Linked DNA regions of Mus musculus: regions 2, 3 and 4 are each linked to region 1. The links are chromatin contacts, called in public Hi-C and HiChIP or PLAC-seq maps. All regions are on one chromosome and are shown on one strand. The core of a region is the stretch at or near the end of the contact, and the rest is flanking DNA. Distances in the headings are between cores, read along the strand shown.

Region 1 (2,886 bases), core at 146-2,645:
CCAGTGAGCTACCTCTACAGAAACCTGACAGCTAGAAAGCAGACCCCAGGATCCATGCCTCTTCAGGAACACGCCTTTGTTCATTCTTTACTGTCCACCCATCACACCATGTCCTGGGTGCTGTGGAGACTAAGACTTAAACAAGATACTGCTACTCATTGAGAACCTTAGCACAGGGCACATGCTGACACCCACAGAAAGCACACGAAGCCCTGAATGCAGACTAAGTGCAGGCGGGACGGGCAGCCCCAGGCTTCTGGCCTTCCCCACCACTATGCCCAGGAGAACACAACCGTACTAGGGGAACTCAGCAAAGGACAGTGGGATCTAGCTTGCTGCCATCTGACTCAAGGATAAGCCTGGCAACGCACAGGGCCTACCCTCTACCCGCGTTCAATGCACACCTCTTGAGGACGAGTGTGAAGGGCAGACAGCTCCGTGTCGGGGCAATGGGTCAAGGCCCTGCTCTACCAGCTGTGTGACCGCTGGTGACCAACACGTTCCGGACACAACCATCCGACCACCTGCGGCCCTCCGCAACGTACACCGAGCCAGCCAGCCATGCCCTCCCTTCTAGCCGTAGCCCGCCGCTCACCCAGTTGCCGAAGCCGAACTGCTCGATGGCGTCCAGCAGCAGCTGCTCCTCGCGGCTGGTCCAGCCGCCCTCCGCCTCAGGACCCCAGAGTGTGAATCGTCCGCCGTCTACCAGCTGGTAGCCGTGGTAGCGGCGGTGGTGGCCGATCTCCGCGCCGGCCGAGAAGCACTCGGGGCACAGCTCGATGTCCTGGCACTCTGTGCAGCGGAAGCGCAGCGGGCTCACCTCGGCCAAGCAGTACACGCAGTACTTCTTACCCAGCTCCGCCATCTTCCCCCGCTCGCCCGCCGCCCGGCCCGCAGCCGCCGCGCCCCCGGCCGTCAGCGCCCCGCCGCCTGCCGGGCTCGCTGCGCCCGCCGCGCCCGTGCCGCTGCCGGCCGCTGCCACGGCCGCCCCCGCCCAGGCGCCGCCGGAGCCGGCCAGGCGGGCCGCGTCCCGCCTCAGCACGCAGGCGCCCTCCGGCCCGGCCCGGCCGCCGCCGCCGCAGCCGCTGTCTCCCCGCCGCATCGCGCAGGCGCCCCCCGCGCGCCCTCTCGCGGACAGCCGAGTCTTTGCTCTGCGCCTGCGCGCCGGCGCCTCCCGCGGCCTCATGGACTGGAGGAGCCGCGAGGCCCCGCCCTAAGCCTGTCAGCCGGCGGGGCGCGGACCGGAAGTAGGCCGTGCGGGCCACGCCTCTCGGGAACCAGCGTCCAATTAGCGCCTCCCTTCACCTGTTCGCAGATCTTCATTGGCCTAATATTGCCGGGAGGTGGAGAGAAATGGAAGGCGGGTGACCAATCGCGGGGCCCACCGCGCGCCCTGGTTGCCCCGGGAAACCTAACAGCAGGCATCAGCCGGCCTCAGAGCGGGGCCGGCGGGTCGAAAATGGACAGCCACTACGGGGACATCGAGGGCAAAGACCGAGCCGAGGAAGGCCTGGCCAGGCAGTCGCTCGAGATCAAGGTTAGCTCCGAACCTCTGACTCCGGCCAACCCTGTAGAGCAGGAGCCAGAGCCGAAGCCAGAGCCGGAGCCGACGCAAGGGCGGGAGCCTGAGAGCGAGACCCAGCCGGTGTCGGACAGCTCAAAAGCGAAGGATTCGGAGGGGATCGATTACGCGCATGTTGAGGTCCCGGAAAGTCCGGGGGCCGCTGAGACCGCGGGCGAGGCCGTGTCCCGAGAGCCAGAGAGTCTGCCACAGACCCAGCCCAAGACCAAGCCGGAGTCCAAGGAACCAGAGGACAAAGACGAAGACGAGGATGAGGACGAGGATGAGGACGAGGACGAGGACGAGGATGAGGATGAGGATGAGGATGAGGGAGAGGAACGGGACAGGCCAGAGAAGCCGAAGGGCAAGGGGAAGAGGGAGAAGAGGAAGGAGTCACGGTTCCGGCCATCTCTACCGCTGACCACAATTGTTGAGGAGGGGGCTGCCCCAGGCCCACAAGCTGCGAAAGAGAAAGCAAGGGAGTCACTGAAGAAGAGAGACAGTGAAGAGATCGAGGGGACAGATCGAGAACGACACAAAAGCACAGAAGAGCAACTTCACCCTGGAGAGGCCAAGGAAGAGGAGAAACAAAAAGGGGCGTCCACTGAAGAGTTTGAGTGGACAGCGGACATGCAGAAGCTGCAAGAGCAGCAACTGCGCGGCGAGCTGGTGGAACAGTACCACTCCCTGCTAGTGGAGCGGAACCGTTATCAGCGCTACAACATGTACCTACAGCAGAAGATTCACGAGACCCTACGCAAGAAGGGGCTGGAAGCAGCGGCGGAACCTGGGGACAAGAGCGCTGAACCCGAATCTCCCGAGAAAGAGCAAGCATACTTGCGCTATCTGGCCATGCTGGAGGAACTGAAGAAACAAGAGGCAGACGACTTAGAGTGGTACCGTCAGGAGGTACGGGAGCTGAAGCAGCAGTGCCAAGAGAAGCAGACCAGGGTGGAGAAAGAGTGGCGGCGCTTCCAGGCCCTCAAGAAGCAGGTGGTGATGCAGGTCATGGGCAGTTGCCGCACGCGTGGTGGGCGCCAGGCTGCCCTGAGAGAGGTGGAACAGCTTCAGGCCCTGGAGGATAAGAAGGAGAAGGAGATGAGCGCCGTGCGTCTCGAGAACGTGCAGCTGAAGCAGAGCCTGGTACACTTTGAAACCAGGATGAAGGCCCAGGAGGACTTGGCTGAGGGGCTGCTCCTCATCGACTTTGAACAGCTCAAAATTGAGAACCAGACCTTCAACGAGAAAGTAGAGGAACGAAACGAGGAACTTTTAAAACTGCGCACTAAGGTGACCAGCAACGTGCAGATTATAACGCACGTGAA
Region 2 (2,886 bases), core at 195-2,694, 800 kb before region 1:
CACTGTTTCCAGTTAGGGACAGTCAGGCCAGAAAAGATTTTTTTCTTACAAATGGCTCAATCTGTAAAGAACAATTCCATTCTTACTGGTTTCTGCCCAGAACCTGATGTTAATAGTATCTGTCACATGGGAGAGCAGAGAAGAGTACACCAAACACAACCATGAAGGGAGCAGAGTAATGCAGGTGCCTGGCCACCCTGAAAACCCTCTGCCTCTCAGACAGCCAGGCCCAAGACAGGCACACAGAACCAGCACCCAGCACAGCCTGACAGAAGAAAACAGAGCAGGAATTGAAGACAGAGACCAGGAAAAGATTGCTTGACGCTCGTTCCCTTGTAAGTCACTGGAGGACTCTAAGAAACAGGAGTGTGGCTGGGTCAGAGCCTCACAGCCCACCAGACGCTACCAGGCTGCCACACTAGAGTTTAAGTCTAACTTTTTGTGACTTTGGGGACAGCATTTATCTCTTGGGGACCTCAGTTTCCCCATCTAGAAAGCCAGAGGGTTGTGTGAACTATTCTTAAAAGGCTGCCTAGTGGAAGTGGACAGATTCCCCTGGACCTCAGTTTCCTCAGAGTAAGGCTTTTTTGATTCCTGGTGGAGCTTACCAGAGGGACAGGCACCCTTCTGCAGCTGGCGCACTGGAGTCCCGGAGACCTGCAACGCACGACGGCTGGCGGCCTGCAGCGCGCACACGTCGGCATAAGTATGCCCGTCTGTGCCACACACAGTGTGGGTCCAACGGCAGCGGCACACGCCGCGCACGCACTCCAGACTGTCCCCGCACGGAGAGTCCAGGGGGCGGCCGCAGGGCTCGCCCTCGCTGGCAGCGCACACCAGGCAGCAGTTGCAGAGGTCAGGCACATAGCCCCCAGGGCAGCGAGGGCTCGGACAGCGCGACACGTCGCAGCGCGCAGGACACGGAGCCGCTGGGGGCTCCCGGGCCAGAGCCAACACAGCCAGCGTGGCCAGAATGGCCAGCGTGGCGGGGAGCAGCGCGCGCGCCTGCATCGCGGAGAGGCGGCGGCGCAAGACCCGCGGGGATACCGAGGCCCGAACCGCTCAGGCGCACTCTGGCCCGGAGCGCAAACAGGGCATGGTGTGGGGACTGACCCGGGCCTCTCTCAGCCGAGCTTCAGCAGGCGCTTAAAGGCCAAGACAGTCTGCCCTCGCTGGAAGGGGCGGCCCTGCCCGCCGCCAGCCCCGCCCCTGCCCCACGGGACCCCGCCCCGGCTGGTGGGGACCCACCCGGAGCCTCCTGCTCCCCGCTTGCCTGGTGTGCACTTTGGGTGACAGGTCTGCCGGCCCAGAATGAGGGTCTGGGAAAGGGGAGCTGCTTCGGAATACTCCAGTCCTAGCCAGGGACCTGACCGCAACCCCAGAGACATGAACAAGTCCAAATTCTGTCCCTAGCTCTCCTTCACAGAGGAACCCCTACTCTACTTGAGCAGCCAAGCTCAGCAAGGCCCCAAACCTAGACCCCTCCTGCTCTGCATCACTCCACCGGGCAACATTGGAGCGGATACTTAGAAAGCAGCCAGGTGCTCCCTTCCTCCCATCTTCAGCTGGAGGGGGGCCATCTGCCTTGGATCTATTCTGGGCTCTCTCAGATCTAGAACTCTGGTTGCTGCCTGTTGTCCTTCTGTTTCTTCTACAAGGATTACTGAGCACCTCCTACCTCAGAGTCGTTGGAAGTGCCAGGACACCAGGCAGTACCAGGACACCAGGCAGTGCAGGAACAGAAAGCACCTGCTCAACTTTCCCCAACACTTTGGTGCCTCCTCATGCAATCACCAAGCTACTTCAGACCCAGGACAGGTAGCAGGGTACAGGAGGTCAAGTTGCTAGTGGCTGGAGCTTCAGGAGTCAGAGGACCCAACAGAGCCTCCCTGGGAGGTGGCCCTAGACTGAATGAATCCGTTGTTCCAGGGGCTGGAGAACCTGGTGTGCAACTCTGGAGGGAAAGAAAGCATAGTAGAGTAGCTTGGCAGGAAGCTGTTACCTTCTGCAGTTTCTCAACAGCACTGGAAACAGGTAGCACACTGGAGGGTGTGTGGTGTGGTGTGGTATGGTGACACCTCTGCTTCCATGAGTTGATAAAGCCACACATACCTTGGATGGATGTTGGTGGAGGGCAGAGGAGGAAGGCCTGGGGAGCAGTCTGGTTCCAGGTCTGGGAAAAGCCCAGTAGCCAGGAAGCAGAGTGGCCTCATCAGACTGAGTTGTTTGGGAAAAAAGGAAGTGGGGTTCCAGGTGTGAGCACTCACCTAGTAGAGGTGGTAGTGTATGTGTGTGTGGTGTATTGGGGGGGGGGTAGTGATGTTGTGGTGTTGTGTGTGAGGAGGGGGAAAGCATTACTTTCTCTTAACAGAAGTGCAGGCCAGGTCTCCCTCCGGACTTCTCCAATGCAGATGGGGAAATGATGCAAACAAGGTTTTGCTCTACCGTGTATGTCATGGCAAGCTGTTCCACATGTTTGAGTAGGTTCCCTGTGCCCTCCTACCCCTGGGGTGAGTGTGGGGGCCTCAGAGTGAGGCTGGAAAATGACAGTGAGTTACAGGTTTCACTCACATTCGCTTTGTCCGAGGTCTCGAGTCCAACTTTTTCCCTCTGGGTCACATCATCCTCCCTGGTCACCTGACCTGACCCTTACTATGGCTGCATAAATGCTTTCAGTCACCTGTACAGAAGGGAAGCCGAGGCTTGGAATTAAAGGATAGACACAGCTGTAGCCTCGCTTCTAAGAGGGAGTCCATTCCAGGCTCTGTCTTTGTTCTGGAAGCTTCCAGGGAGTCTTGTGCAAAGGCAGGGCAGTGGCTCCCCCTGCTGCCTTAGCCCTTTACAGTTTCTCACTCAGTCACAGGGACACCTTGGGCCTCTCTCTGG
Region 3 (2,886 bases), core at 148-2,647, 580 kb before region 1:
AAAAGAAGTTACGGTAACTCGAAAGCCTGTGCAGGTAGAGACATAGCAATTGTATTCTGGAAGCATTCAGGATGACATTCAAGGGGAATGGTGAGGCAAAACAACTGTGGTCCATGGTCCACGGACTTGGGAGATGAGAGTTGAGTTCCACATCTGAGGAGGCCAGAGCTGTCAGAGCCCGTGGAGCTGGAGTTAGATGGTTATGTGTTACCTGACATGGGTCCCCTGTGTGTGCTGTTCGCCTCTGAGCCATCTCTCCAGCCCCAGAAGGCCCTTGGTAATTTTGTCTCCTTTTCTGTCTGTGTTTGATGGGACTTCGTGTTATCTTTCCTTCGATACACCTTTAAGGGCTGCATATGCCTGTGACAGCTGACCTTGCTGTCTCTCCACCTCAGCAGACACTTCCCACACCCCTCTGCTCACTGCATTGGTATGATCTGTCCAAGACACAAATGAAGGAACCTTGGACAACGGCCTGTGCACTTTCCCAAATACAGTTGGAAATGTATAAATTGCTTACTGTTAGGAAGCTGGAAGACATGTGAGAGGCTTCTGTTTGCAGTTTTAAGGTCAGGGGGGACTCCCAGCCCCACAGGGACTGTGCGGCACATTGGCCAAAGTATTGGTTTCAGAGTCAAAAGATCTTTATGTCCTGCTTCAGTAAGAGGGGATGGGAGGGGGATTATTGGAAAACTCACTGAATTTTTGTGAGATTGGTGTTTTTTATTTTTTAAAGTTATTGTATTTTTAACTGTGTGTGTGTATGTGTGTGTGTGTGTGCACTCGCACTTGCTTGCACACATTGCATATGAGTGCAATGCCTTCAGAGGCAAGAAGAGGGTGTCAGGTCCTCCTGGAGCTAGAGTTCCAAGCAGTTGGGAGGCATCAGCTGTGGGTGCTGGGACCTGAGCTCAGGTATTCCACAAAAGCAGGAAGTGCTCTTAACTGTGGAGTCATCTCTCTATCCCTCTTGGTTTGTTTCCTTGATGAAATGAGCTAAGGAAGCAGTGTGTCCCGAGAGCAGGTGAGCTATACTGTGGCATGGCTCAGCAGCCTGTAAGGCATCATGTCTACTGGGAATACAGCTGTGTAAACAACTTCTCTGGAACTTGAAGAAAGCACATCTGTAATTCTGCCCGAAAACCTGAAAGGGACAGCATGCATGGTTTATGCCCGTGAGCCCTGGGTGAGGTCGAGCCTGAGACAGCCCCCTTAGGTCTTATGACAAGCCGCGCTAACCTAGGACACCTGCCCCACCATGGGAAGGAGGCATGTGCTCCTCCTGCCTGCATGCGATGGGTGGGGTGTCTCCAGTGGAGCAGGACAGGAATGCACATCATGTGGCTCAGAAAAAAAGCCTTCTGGTCTTCCTGTACTTCGGGTAGTCTGTGCCAAGGAGGGAGGGCAGGAGTGAGGAGTCACTTTCTGGTAACCTGCCAAACCTTCCGCAGCCGGTCTGCCTACAGAGTGACCCGCATGACAAGTAGAAGACAGTGAGAGACAGATGGACCGTGTCTGCTCAGTGCTTTACGGCTTTTGTGGCCTCAGAGCAGTCAGAGACAGGGCTGCCAGCTTGCTAGCTTTCCGGGGAATGCCGGGTCAGAGGAGAGGCTGAGACAGTGAAAAGAACACAGGTCACTTTTCACTGTGCTGAGAGTGACTGCTGGGAGCAGGGGGGTGGGGGGTACAGGGCAGGGGTGGGGGACACCAGAGTGTGCTCTTCTTATATTAATATGTCTTAGCCAACTCAGGCCTCATCCATTACTAACCCTGACAGCAAAGGGCTTCTAGGAAGATTAGTGATGCAGGAGGAGTTGCAAGGTTTGCAAGAAACTGAAGGCTTGCTTGAATTGCTATTAGTGGAAGGCCTGTAGGTGTGAAACACTTTAAATGTTCCTCCAGCTTATGTGTGTATGTATGTGCATGTGCCTGTTTGTGCGTATGCGTGTATGTGTGTTCCTTCAGCTAGTGTGCGTGTGTGTGCCTGTGTGTGTGTTCTCATTTTCCTTTCCATCTCCTAGGGATGGAAACAGGGCCCTATGGCTCCTTTCCTGGCTGGTGGCTGAATTCCTTCAATGGTATCTCTGTCCTCCGAGTTTCTGTGCTGTTAGTTATTTATCTGTCCCCGGGGCTCAGAGCAGAACCAGTAGTGACACGGAGGGAGCAGAGGCCGCAGAGCTGGCTTCTTTTGTGCTGCTGTGTCCTCCATTTGCACCCCGATCTGAAGCGTCGCTGTGCTGAGGGGTGTGTGTAGGCAGTACACTTTCACTGTGGTTCAGGCATGAATTTCCTCCCAGAATTCCCCGGGCTCAGTTAGTCCCCAGGCTTCTGGCAGGGAGCAACAGGAAGTATTTTGTGTAGAAGCCTACACCCAAATCTCTCTTCACCTGCAAGTTTATTTGGTTTGGCCTGAAATAAATCTGGGATCCCAGTTTCTTTTTCCTAAAACAGAGAGTAAGTGCTCGTCTGTTGTCACAGGGTAGACAGGTCTGTGGTCACAGGGTAGAGGCTGCCCTGTCTCAACCTGTTTCTAGTGCTCAGAATCCCAATGAGTGTGTTGACCTGAGCCAAGTGTGTGAGTGTCTGGGACAAGGGCTTTGCAACCCTGGCTGCACAGGGGATTTTTGAGACAAGCAGGCCAGCTGCGATAGAATCTCTGAGAGTGGAGTGCAGGGAGATGTTGCTTTTAGGGATCTCTTGATTGTTCCTGTGTACAGCAGAGGCTGAGAACCCCTGGTCTGAGGTGTTGCGGTGTTGCAGGTAGGAGCAGTGCCGAGGCTTCCCCTCTACTGAGCCTTGCTTCCTGCAGACAACAGGGAACAACTTGACACTCCATCTGGCTGGAATCTCCCATGAGCACACTTACCGGCCTTCACTCTGTTCTGA
Region 4 (2,886 bases), core at 129-2,628, 510 kb before region 1:
TACATGCCTGTAATCCTAGTACCAAGAATGGAACCTGGTATGAGGGTACATGCCTGTAATCCTAGTACCAAGGGGGCAGAAGCATAGAGGGTTATTGCCAATAAGGCCAGCCTGGGCTATTCTGGGCTAGACTGGACTAGTCTGGGCTATCCTGGGCTATGTACTGAGTACTAACCAGCCACAGCAACATAGTAAGACCCTATACCAGAACAAAACAAGACCAGGAATACGCCCTTGTAGATTACTATTCAGAGCCTGCTTCCCATCAGTGTGAACACACGCTTCCTTCAGAGTCATTCTGTTTACAGTCCCCTCTTTCCTACTGATTCCCCTCCTTGGGTTCCGAGTCAGGAAAGAATAATAGCATCCATAGGTACCAGGAGCTACGTGCACCCCAGATCCCTGGACTATTTATCATCAAGTAGTTGCTGGGAACAGGACAGACTCAGGTCAGCTGGTAATGAAGGTCTCCATGTCATATTCCTTTCTATGAGGAGAGAACTTGGCTGGAGTGCAGACAGCTGGACAAAGCTGTGACCGAGTTGGGAGAGGCTGGGGACACTGCCACACTGCTCCTGGCCAACCTCTCCATCTTCCTGGAGCTCTTGGGGACATAGTCTTTCTTCCTGCCTTTGTCATCAGCCCTTGAGATGACAGCAGTCTGGAGTTAAGGAGAGTTTAGCTTCTGCTTTTTTTTTCAACTGATCTAGGTTAGAGATAATAAGAAATTATTGTTTTTGAGACACGGTCTCACCATATACACCAGGCAGGTCTTGAACTCACAGAGATCTGCCTGCTGCATCTGTCTCCTGAGCGCCGGGATTCAAGACTAGAGGTAGAAATGCTTTAAGGAGGAATGGTTGTGTATTAATTAACATGGCAAGGCAGGTCAGAGGTCACAGTCTGGGCCCTCCTCTTGCAGAGGAGAATGGCGTGCCTCAGAGAAGTCATGAGTCTCGGGCCTCAGCAGAATTGGTGGCCCCTGCCCTCACAAGCGGGTGACTCCACTCCTCAATACTCTCTGACTCCCTGTAAGTCATGGCACTTCCTTATCAGAAGAGCACAGCGTTGCAGGCCTGCCCACAGATGCCCACAGCATTACTGTCTCCATGCTAGTCAGTTTCTTGAGAGCTTGGGTGATCCTGAGAGCAGGGGCCTGAGACTTTGCTGGTCACAGCTCTGGCTTCTGCCGAGACAATGGCCTCTGTCCGCACAACTCTAAAATGGACACGCAGCTCTCTGCCAGACCAGAGGTAAGGGTACGTGTCTCTAGGGGAACAGGGAACAATGGCCATTTTCAGCCTTTCAGAGCAGCTGCAGGGCTCTCAGCAGAGGAAGGGAGCTGGACTGGGGCCCGGGGGGACTGACCCTGCCAAGCTGAGCCCCTGCAGCTGCTGGGAGACAGTGCTAAGCTGATGGGGCCAGAAGGGCAGAGCAGCTGAGCAGGCAGAAAAGGGTCCCGGGAATTACTGAGCTGAGCTTGGTGCACACCTGTGCACTGCAGTCTGGTTAAGCTAGACGGGGTGCTGTGGTTTCCTGGGGTGCTCTTGCAGGGCTTTCGTGGGTGGGGAGCAGAGCTGCAGAGGTAGCTGGGTGGCCCTAGGTGCCATCTTCATCCCTTGAGAGGCCTTTGAGGGATGCATTAGTGTTGGTCTGGGCAGCTTGTTTGCAGCCCTCCGGGTAATGTACCCAAGAGACACACCAAGACTCCAAACCCAAGATGATTTTTTTTTCCTGGCCTTCCATGGTCTGACAAAGTCCCAGGGTTCTTGTTATTCTATAAGCAAAGCCGTGAGACCTGGAAATGTACCCTCCCTCCAGCCCTCCTCCTGTCTGTCTACCCTCTCTCTGCCCCACACAGGTGCCTTATACTAGTCACATCATCCTAGGTACAAGCACAAAGGCCTCCTCTTGCTGTCCACCTGGGAGCTCAGACTGGTCCAAGCCTCATTGCATTGCTAGATTATGACACTGCTCTGCAGTGTCACCATCACTCAGCGCAGGGCCCAGAAGATGCTGGCAAGGCCACTCATTGCTTTGGGGATTCGGGCTGCTTGTCTGGGATGTGGGTTCCAACGGTTCCTTGGTTTCTGTGAACATGGGAGGTGAACTGGGCAGGGGCTAAGGGTCTGTGTTACCACCACTGTCTATTCTTTACCTGCTGTGCTTTAAAGTCAACGAAACACATCTGCACACTCAGCCCTGCCCAGGCTCGGGTGAAAAAGGTAGACTCTGAGGCCTGTAGAGTTAACTTTAGAATTCAAACGAGACCTTGTTTAATCTTGCCTTTCTTTCTGTAGAATTTGGAGTGGAAAGAATCTCAAAATATTAAACTGAAATTACCCAGTTTTAAAGATATATTAGCACATTACTATAATATAAGTGGGGTTATAAAAATAGAAAAAGAATAAAAACCAGTGGAAAAATCAAACAACAAATCCCTCATCTAATTGTTCCCCAGAAGCCTCCAAGCCCGTCCACATCCAGGTCTTAAGGTCCTGGCTGCACTCTGCCGCCCTCTGGTGGCAGATGTCTGCTTTAGCTGGAAGATCTGGCAGATCCCCGCCTGACCTTATTCACCTCTGTGTTCCCTCCCCAAGAAAATGAAAACTTGGGAATCACTTCTTGAGAAAGTGAGGTGCCATGGGGGCCTGTTGACAAACACAGCTGTGAACATGTCTGAGTTTCCTGCTTCTCTCTCTCTCTGAAACTTAAATCCCAAGAATGTATTAAAATATGGTAATGTCCCATGAAGTCATGCTTTAACTTAAGGGAGGACCTGTCTCATGCAATCATCCTTCTATGGCTGAAATGTTGGGAAAGCGGCAGCATCTGATGACTGTGGGCAGACTCCATCCGGAGTGAGGAGCGAGGAGTGGGCTGGTG

Evidence for each region. A called contact is a pair of places that touch in the nucleus more often than the background predicts. HiChIP or PLAC-seq counts read pairs in DNA pulled down with a chosen protein or histone mark.
Region 2: a contact with region 1 is called in a Hi-C map of muscle stem cells, with 3 times the contacts expected there. The contact joins the promoter of Htra3 here to the promoter of Ccdc96 in region 1. A contact is called at or near these places in 1 of 39 promoter capture datasets (liver) and 1 of 484 Hi-C or Micro-C datasets (muscle stem cells).
Region 3: a contact with region 1 is called in an H3K4me3 HiChIP or PLAC-seq map of forebrain, with 4 times the contacts expected there. The contact joins the enhancer-like site here to the promoter of Ccdc96 in region 1. A contact is called at or near these places in 3 of 39 promoter capture datasets (cranial neural crest, liver and stem cell-derived epiblast-like cells), 3 of 484 Hi-C or Micro-C datasets (CD8 T cells, embryonic stem cells and muscle stem cells), 8 of 115 datasets of contacts at active chromatin or transcription factors (the NIH/3T3 cell line, differentiating embryonic stem cells, embryonic stem cells and 5 more) and 1 of 9 other capture datasets (adipose tissue).
Region 4: an H3K4me3 HiChIP or PLAC-seq map of forebrain shows a contact between it and region 1, with 5 times the contacts expected there. The contact joins the enhancer-like site here to the promoter of Ccdc96 in region 1. A contact is called at or near these places in 2 of 39 promoter capture datasets (hippocampal neurons and pre-B cells), 1 of 484 Hi-C or Micro-C datasets (embryonic limb bud) and 14 of 115 datasets of contacts at active chromatin or transcription factors (the NIH/3T3 cell line, astrocytes, differentiating embryonic stem cells and 11 more).

The regions. Positions count from the first base shown.
Region 1 is chr5:36,483,193-36,486,078 of GRCm38.p6, forward strand. It overlaps Ccdc96 (coiled-coil domain containing 96), which reads left to right and starts at 1,396. Exons shown (of 1, transcript NM_025725.3): 1 at 1,396-2,886. The coding sequence starts at 1,460. Tada2b (transcriptional adaptor 2B) reads right to left here and starts at 1,093. Exons shown (of 2, transcript NM_001170454.1): 1 at 596-1,093. The coding sequence starts at 865.
Region 2 is chr5:35,678,336-35,681,221 of GRCm38.p6, forward strand. It overlaps Htra3 (HtrA serine peptidase 3), which reads right to left and starts at 1,445. Exons shown (of 9, transcript NM_030127.3): 1 at 609-1,445. The coding sequence starts at 1,011.
Region 3 is chr5:35,906,779-35,909,664 of GRCm38.p6, forward strand. The region is part of intron 1 of Afap1 (actin filament associated protein 1); the gene reads left to right. Among named protein-coding and RNA genes, the nearest start is that of Afap1, 15 kb to the left of the region's middle. Within about 2 kb of position 1,398, at least 144 of the 459 cell types and tissues checked have an H3K27ac peak or open chromatin away from gene starts, as enhancers often do. A contact at or near this core is called in the NIH/3T3 cell line, adipose tissue, forebrain and 3 more, where this site is marked.
Region 4 is chr5:35,969,528-35,972,413 of GRCm38.p6, forward strand. All of the region lies in intron 9 of Afap1 (actin filament associated protein 1), which reads left to right. Among named protein-coding and RNA genes, the nearest start is that of Afap1, 78 kb to the left of the region's middle. Within about 2 kb of position 1,379, at least 67 of the 459 cell types and tissues checked have an H3K27ac peak or open chromatin away from gene starts, as enhancers often do. A contact at or near this core is called in astrocytes, forebrain, oligodendrocyte precursor cells and 1 more, where this site is marked.